2 separate regions of the Cyprinus carpio genome follow, and region 2 is linked to region 1. The links are chromatin contacts, called in public Hi-C maps. All regions are on one chromosome and are shown on one strand. Each heading gives the region's core, a stretch centred on a gene start, on an enhancer-like site or on the middle of the called end of the contact. The rest is flanking DNA. Distances are from core to core; before and after follow the strand shown.

Region 1 (3,915 bases), core at 1,038-3,537:
GATGTGCATTAATATCGTGCCGATATTTATCATGCATCCCTAGAAATTTTTAATTTAGTTGAAAAAAAATGCCCTTATAAAAGGCAAAAATCATGAGGAAACTAAAGTAGTGACAGACGTTTTGCGCCGTATTGTGAGGCACATTCCAGTGTAACAAATTATTGAAAAAGAAAAAAAACGTCTTTACAACTTGGTTCTACCTATCAGTTGTTGATTGGATTTAGAGATTTACAGACGCAGATGGAAACAAGCTTGTCAGAGTGGGTTTAAGCAGGCTAAATGATCGGAGAAGTCCTGCATATGATTTTCTAAATTAAAAATATACAGACAAACCATTCACAATAAGATGCATTTAGAAAGCAGTTTGTAAACTATGGTTTCAAACATTCAGAAAATACCTTCATCCTCCTCTGGGGTCTTCCCTTTTTCACCTTCTTTCTTTTCATGTCTTCGGTTGGATGTGCTGAAATAGTGAGTAGTGCCTGACAGATGTGGAAACATATTTGCATTATGCCATGCAACATAATTCAGAAAAAGCATTAAGATTCAAAAATCAAAAGTTCTGCATCACAACTCTGTCCAGCCAAAACAAAAAACTTAATTACTTACTAAATTTCAAACTTACCTAATAGTTTCCAAAGTTTCACAGGATTTGTGACCAATTTGTGGCGACAGTGGAACTCAAGTCCAATAAGCCTCGGGATTAAAGGCCTTGTCAAAATGTTCTGTGAAACAATGGCAACCTGGTCAATCACAGTCATGCTCATGCATAATCATAGAGATTTTAGCTATTATGATGATTCATCTGCTCTGTTTTCTCAAGAAAAAAAATAACAAATTATACCAAAAAATATACCAAAAGACTAAATAAATATATCAAAGATAATGGACTAATTTATTGCACATTATGTGCAAGCTGCCCCACATATACTTAACATTACTGTTCATAGGATAGCATAAATTCGTAGCATACATAGTTTACATAATGCTTGGTCGACGTTTGAATAACCCACCTGAACATGTCCTGATTTTAGACCTCGTTTGTTAGGAGTCACTAAAGGCAAGTATGAAGTCACACTGCTCTCCAGGAGTTTTTTGTAGGTTTGAAAACAGCTGAAACGAGAATATAGCGACCAAACCCGTTTGTCGCAACATTTGCTTCCACGCTGCAAAAGTAGCGCTGCCATGCTTAATGCTGGTTTATCGCGTCGCTTGGATCATAAACATACTAAACCAAAACAAATGGCAGTCTTTAATGTGACCTCCCTAAGAGGTGCTATCATGCATCTGTCATTGTGATCCTGCAGGTCTTATCCAACACAGCCAAATATAGCTGCTGAGCGCGTCTCCTGTTCGAATATATCACACATATACAGAACAAATACAATGCTTTAATACAAAACGGTCTTCAATTATACAATTACAAAGCTGTACTGACTACTAAAGCCGTGAACTTTAATGACGTTTACCGTGCGGGCTTGAAAAACATGTCTGTTCAACTTTCACCTTCGGAATCAGCCAATCAAAACGGAAACAGCTCGAGCACCGGCTGACGGGAAATGTAGTTCTCCTTGCATGTTTACGAAACCAAAAAACTACAAACAGTTCTAGTTGCGCATGCGCAAAGACAGCGACTGTAATCTGATATTTAAAATTTAGTTATAGTGGAAAAATAAATATAATATAGTTATAGCGCAGAAATATAGGCAAGATAAATCATTAGTATTTAGTTTTATTGGAATAATATATATATATAGTCATGTTTATTGTTTTTTAGGATTTGTATGTTTTAAAATTAGTTATTATTTAGATATATATATAGTTACGGTCTCATAGGCAAGATAAATCATTAGTCATTATTAAGATATATATATAGTCATGTTGATAGTCATGTCGCACTAGTCAGCTTTTTTTTTATGTTAGGATACGAAGTGAGGGCAGAACACCTGAGTGTAATAAGATGGTCGAGAATAGAGGATATATCTCAGACAGCTAGTTTAAGATATTTTCAATAGAGGGAGCCATTGCGTTATTCTGATCGCAAGAAATCGGTGTCAGTCCTGAGGCTTGTGACGTCAAATTCTGATCGCAAGAAATCGGTGTCAGTCCTGAGGCTTGTGACGTCAAATCGAAATTAAAACAAAAACAAACCCATCTACTATACATTTACCAGACAACAGTCAAAGAAAGCAAATCGTGCTGTGGCTGATGATATCGCAATCCGTCACCGACAAACAGTTTATACTATTTATAAAGTATGCTGTAGATAGAAATAAACTGGTGTTTCAGATCAGTCTCAATTAAAACGGGATAAGGAAAAACAATTCCGGTAGAACTGTTCACTCGTTACTTAAAAAAAAGCAAACAACTTTACTACACAAGTTATACCCAAGCAGGCTCTCCATTTTCCTCTCACTCAAATGGAGCTCGCAAAAACATGCCACTGTCTCCGCCATTACGGCTCGAGGTCGCCAAAGAAAACCGGAAGCGTCCCTGGCAAGAACCACAATGGCGCCAGTTTCGCCGTTGCAACGGGGAACAAACAGTGACCGCCCATACGCGTCAGCCTATCACAGTCCGCGTATCAACGCCTCGCGTCCGCTCTTCGTCAGCGCGAGTCAAAGGCCGATCGAGACTGTTCGGAAGGAGTCGGACGGAGAGGATTAACTTAAAGCGGAATTTTATTTTACACCTGAAATCAAGCCAAATCAGCAAACTTAACGTCACTGAGACCCGTGGACTTTTAAAGGGGCGGATGGAGAGTTTATAATCCCTTCTCTTACCAGTTTATCGGAGCCCTGAGAGATTTTAATCATCGCATTTTTGGAGGAGGTTATCAGTGATTAGCTTAGCACGCTGGCGCGAGCGCGGACTGCGATGAGCGTCGCGCGCCTCGGATGTTCCCGCATCGGAGCTCGCTGAAGCAGAAGGCCTCAAATGGGAAAAACAAGCATCGGGAGGGAATACCAAGTATAATTTTGTAGATGTAGCTCACGTTTTGAAGAAGGTAAGCAATTTGAAACGTCCCTTTACTCTTTTGAAAGCCATTTCGTGTCGGGAAACCTCTGTACGTCCTCTCCGCCGTCGACTTTCACGGTTAGTCCACTAACGGCTTTAGCTCCGTTGCTAACGGGAGTTTGTTTTCCTCCCCCACCCCGAAGTCAAGGAAATGTTGGCGTATTGCTCAAAATATATGCATTTTGTCAGACTGTGCACCTTTATTCATTCCTACGGGTTGTAGAGCTCTATAATAGTGAAGGTCTGCAATAATTGAAGCTGAGCGTCTGAAGCTGGAGAAATGAAAATAATCCTCGTCATGTTGATGTTCTCTGGGAATCGGATACGGCCAGACGGGCTCAGCTGCAGAAATCAGCTACTGGGATGCATGTTAATATATGCATGTTTCAAGGGCACATATGGGAGGAAATATCGTCTCCACATTGATTTTAAGTGCTGAAGTAGCTGCAGAGATTATGGAAATACAGAATAAGACCTGTAATAAACATTTACGCTGGGTTAGCAGCGCACCAGTCAGACTATAAATACTAGATCACTGCAACACTCAGTTCTCAGTGTGTTTATGAGATTGGTCATATTATGATGGCGACACGAAATCAGTTTTGGTTTGGTTTTCAGTTCTCATGTTTGACAGAGGAATTTGTTTCTGACGGGAAACGTAGTATAATAGCCTAAAGATTTCACTCTATATCCATTAAGGCTGATCACTGCTACAATCATTGTATTTTACCAAATAAAGGGTTTCTCAGTGCAAATCTGTATTCTTAATGTGGCTAACCATTCTCGGTATATTAAATGTTTCTTTTGATTTGGAACGATAGTAAGACCTGAACTTCACTGTTTCTTATGTGGTGTGAGCAGAGGCTCTGAAAACACATTTTGTGAAGGCTGCATGTG
Region 2 (3,915 bases), core at 401-2,900, 66 kb after region 1:
GTTTGATTTCATTCTATGAAAGACTGGGGCAATGTGCAGACCACTGGGTTCTTTCAGCATAGTATGTGTCTCCAGCACAATTAAATAATGCTCTTTCATTTTTTTTTATTCTAATAATTACCTGTAAATGAATTACTTTGTTTCACAGTTTTCTCATTTTGCTTACTTAAATTGCATGCAGCAATGCTGAAAAGGTTATTTATTTTTTTTTATGCCAGTAAAGCACTTTGAAACTGAAAGTTTGAAAAACATTCCCAATCTTGCTAGTTCTTAATGCATTGGAGTAGACACTGTGTCCTTTCATGTAGCCCATCTCTACTGGCCTTTCACTGACACTGAAGGCTGAAGTGGCCTCTTGTACAAGCTCCTGTCTTTCTTGCTTCTGTACGTTGGAGTGCTGTGGTCAGGGGAAATAAAAAGCCACGTCTGTCTGCTCCATATTAGATTTCCAGCTCCACAGACACGTCCAGTTGAGATTTTCCAGGGCTGTGACCTTTAGTGAGACCCCAGCCGCCCTCCTTCTTTTTTTCGATCTCTGCCAAAGCCATGGCAAAGGCACAGCACTTCAGGCCTGCAGATTACGCCACGTCATGGGACCTCGGAGAACTACTGGACAAACAAAGCAGTGCTGTTCAGTTTGTTTTGTGCCTTCCACGCAAAACCTACACAGAATGATAACAAAAATAAATAAATAAAAAAAATATAAAAAATAAATAATGTGTCATCATAGCAGATGTGAATTAAAAAATGGCCAGGAAATAGTATCACTTTAGTCAACCTGTGACATTTCTGTATGAACCCAAAAACTACAACTCTGCCTGTGGTTAAAACAATTTTACATTATAAATCAGACCCTTCCACCCTTCCCCATCACACTTTCCTCTGGCATGGCTTTCGGACTTTCCATCACCAACTGCTAAGTGTATGCCCAGTGCTTCACAAGTTTCGTTTGGCCAGTGCTGTAGACTGCTTGGACACAACACTGAATGCTGCCGGTGAGACTGGAGATTTCTTGTCCATTTCTTGTCCTAAACCTTTCACCAGATGTTCCGCTTAGACCTGCAGAGCCTTGTTCCGTCTGGCTGGGACAGAGAGGAATGGCTGTAAAAAGCATGTCTGTGCACAGATGCTGAGCGTGGCAATTCCGGCCTTAACATCTCTGGTACCGCCTCCTCCCCACACCGCATTTTGACTTCAGCAGCAAGGTGATTGTGAATAAATTGCTGCATGGGCCAGGATTTTGTTCTGTGCCAGGAGAATTTTCAAATGCCAGATTTAAAATTGCACTGTTCTCTCCCCTTATCTTTTTTGATGCTTTGTTCCTTGGTTGAGCAGGCAAAGCGTTGCAATGCAGAGCCATCATCCATGCCGAGCCGCATTCATGTGGCTAGGCATACTGATGAAATTGCGTGAGAGCACAGAGGGGAGGTTGAGAGCGTTGCAGAGGCTAGCCAGTTTATGGAGGTTGCCTTTATTTATGGTGCCATAGCTCATGGCATCTCAATCACCTCCCCTCTTTCTTCCTCTGTTCTTCCTCCCCCCTTTCTCCTCTTTCAACTCACCAAATCTTTTCCCCTCCTCTTCATCTCTCTGCAAGTGATGAGCCATCTGAGGAAAAGAGAATGTAAGGAGTGGGAGGAGGGAGCCAGGCCTAGAGTTGTGAGGCTCAATGGGGGGTGAACAGCTAAATATAGAGCAGCTTTGGAGGAGTGATGTCATGGTCTGGCAGAGAGGTGGAGAGCTGCTTGAATCTCCAGGATGGAATTTAGAGTGTGCGGACACAGGAGGCGGCAAAACCACAGAGGTTAAAAGATGTCTAGTCAGCTTAAATCAGTACAGATTCTATGGCAAAATAGACAAAAAATGCAGGCCAAATTTTTGAGTGGAATTTGTAATTTTTTTTTTTTTTTTTTTTTTTTTTTTTTTTTTTTTTTTTTTGATGGTCATAATTCAGTGCAAAGGAAGTGGACTTTGCTAACTATCACACGTTCAAGAATACTCTCCCAGAGTTACAGCAGCATCAATAATCTATGCACAACATAAATCAACACCTGTTCTCAGAGTACCAGTTTCCTAACCATTGCAAGATTGCAACCTTGCATGTTGGGACTAGCTGTGAATCTAGGTGTGTTTTGGGCAGGATTTTACATAGTGCTACTTCTATTTGCTGTTTGCTATAATATCAAATGTTTTGCATGTGTTTAAGATGTCACTGGCAAAAGGAGAGCTGGCAAAAATTTTGTTGACTCCAGTCCAGACTGATTCATTAACAGGCCCCACAGCTTCCTCAAGGTCAAGGACGGGAGCACACAGGTGCTGTAATCCAGTGCCGGGGCCAGGTCTAAAGCTCACTATGCTCACACCTATACATCCTTTGGATCACTCTGACCTGATGGCTCTTGCCTAGGCAGATTACTAGGTATGCTTAGAATCTGACCCCACACAAACCTGTTAACAATTTAAATGCCCGTCATTCACAAAGTACAACTGTCTTCTTCACTAAACATTCTGCTGTGATAGTAGTACTCTCGACTCTGTTTTGTAGGTCTAGTGGAAGGATGGCCCATAGTAAACTGGAAATTTGAGGCTTTTCAGTGGAGTTTTAGGAGATGGTTTAATTTGGTGACAATCTTTCCTTCTGTCGTCCCCCCTAATCTTATTTGCACTTGCACACAATAAAACATGGCATCTCAATACAGGGTATGTGAAGTGACATCAAACATCAGTGGCTTCACAATGTCTTGAGAACCATAACGGAGCAATGATTTTCAGTTTTTGAATTGAATCCTGCTATGAAAGAGATTTGAGATCTTCAGAAAAGATTTTCATCACATAACTTTGAGGTCAGTCCTTTACACAAAGCTATCGTAAGGCTTCAAATGACTATAGCGCAAAAGTCACTTTTATGGTTGAGCCATTTTCTTTATTCTTCAGTGGTCTGCTTAGATATTGGAGCTTGGCAAGTTGTGTGGTTTGCTAGGTTTGTGAGTGTGTGCACAGTGCCTTGGCACCTATGCAGAAGGAAACAGCAGGCAGGCGACAAGGTGGTGGGTGGCTGCAGGTGTTGGGCAGTGCTGTGGGGAGTGGAGCCGAGGGCAAAGGACAGGGAGTGTCAGAGACATGGAGAGCAGCTGTTGCTTGAGCAGGTGTGAGGTCTGTCCTGCCCTATCTAGTCCAGCTTTCACACAGCCATGATCACTCATTGGAGAGTTATCTCCTACAACTCCACCATTCTCTACTTTAAGGCTACACACTCCTTTTGTGAGAGTTTAGTGCTATGTCTTTGGCCTTCCTGAAGTTTCTTGACAGTGGAGTTGTGTGTAAAAAGTTAATACACTCCCCCTCAGCCACAAGCTTATTTAAAGCATTGGGAACTAGAAACTTTCTGTTCTTACTGCTCATGTCTGAGAGGTAGTGAGGGCAAGTGTGTATGTTTGTTGGAATGGAGCATGAAAGGGAGAGAGTAAATGGCAATGCTTAGTTTCTGAAGAAAAAGTGGCATTGCAGTGAATGTAATGAGAATGTGTGTGATTAATTTGAAGCTTTACTAAGAAGACATTTTTACTTGCTTTTATTGTGCCACATGTCAAATGCAATGGAGTTCAAGGTGAAAGTCTTCTCAAATTCTGTTTTTTTAACCTCTCTACATATTAATACATGTCAGCAGTGTGTGCTGTTTCAAAGAAAAACATTTGTCTTAAACTTACATTCAGCAGTCCCACCCAATTTCCTGCTTCACTCGAAACTGATATAGAAGTAAAAAGGGTTATAAATGGCAGTTCATGTTTATTTTAAAGACTTAGGATTGTTGGTTTTGTGTCTCAGTTTATTACGATGTGATTCAAGGTTTTGAATCTGTTCAGAGGTTAGAAGATTAGATTTAGTGTATTAGATGTTTTGGTAGTACTGCTTCTA

What was found. Hi-C and Micro-C count contacts between places; a contact is called where the count stands out from the background.
Region 2: a contact with region 1 is called in a Hi-C map of red blood cells, with 5 times the contacts expected there. The contact joins the enhancer-like site here to the promoter of ankrd11 in region 1. A contact is called at or near these places in 3 of 8 Hi-C or Micro-C datasets (liver, red blood cells and skeletal muscle).

What each region holds. Positions count from the first base shown.
Region 1 is chrB7:36,727,812-36,731,726 of ASM1834038v1, forward strand. It overlaps ankrd11 (ankyrin repeat domain-containing protein 11), which reads left to right and starts at 2,288. Exons shown (of 13, transcript XM_042728495.1): 1 at 2,288-3,007. spg7 (paraplegin) reads right to left here and starts at 1,640. Exons shown (of 18, transcript XM_042728494.1): 1 at 1,470-1,640; 2 at 1,014-1,349; 3 at 626-725; 4 at 399-482. The coding sequence starts at 1,187.
Region 2 is chrB7:36,794,836-36,798,750 of ASM1834038v1, forward strand. All of the region lies in intron 2 of ankrd11 (ankyrin repeat domain-containing protein 11), which reads left to right. Among protein-coding and RNA genes, the nearest start is that of ankrd11, 67 kb to the left of the region's middle. Within about 2 kb of position 1,651, at least 1 of the 8 cell types and tissues checked has an H3K27ac peak or open chromatin away from gene starts, as enhancers often do.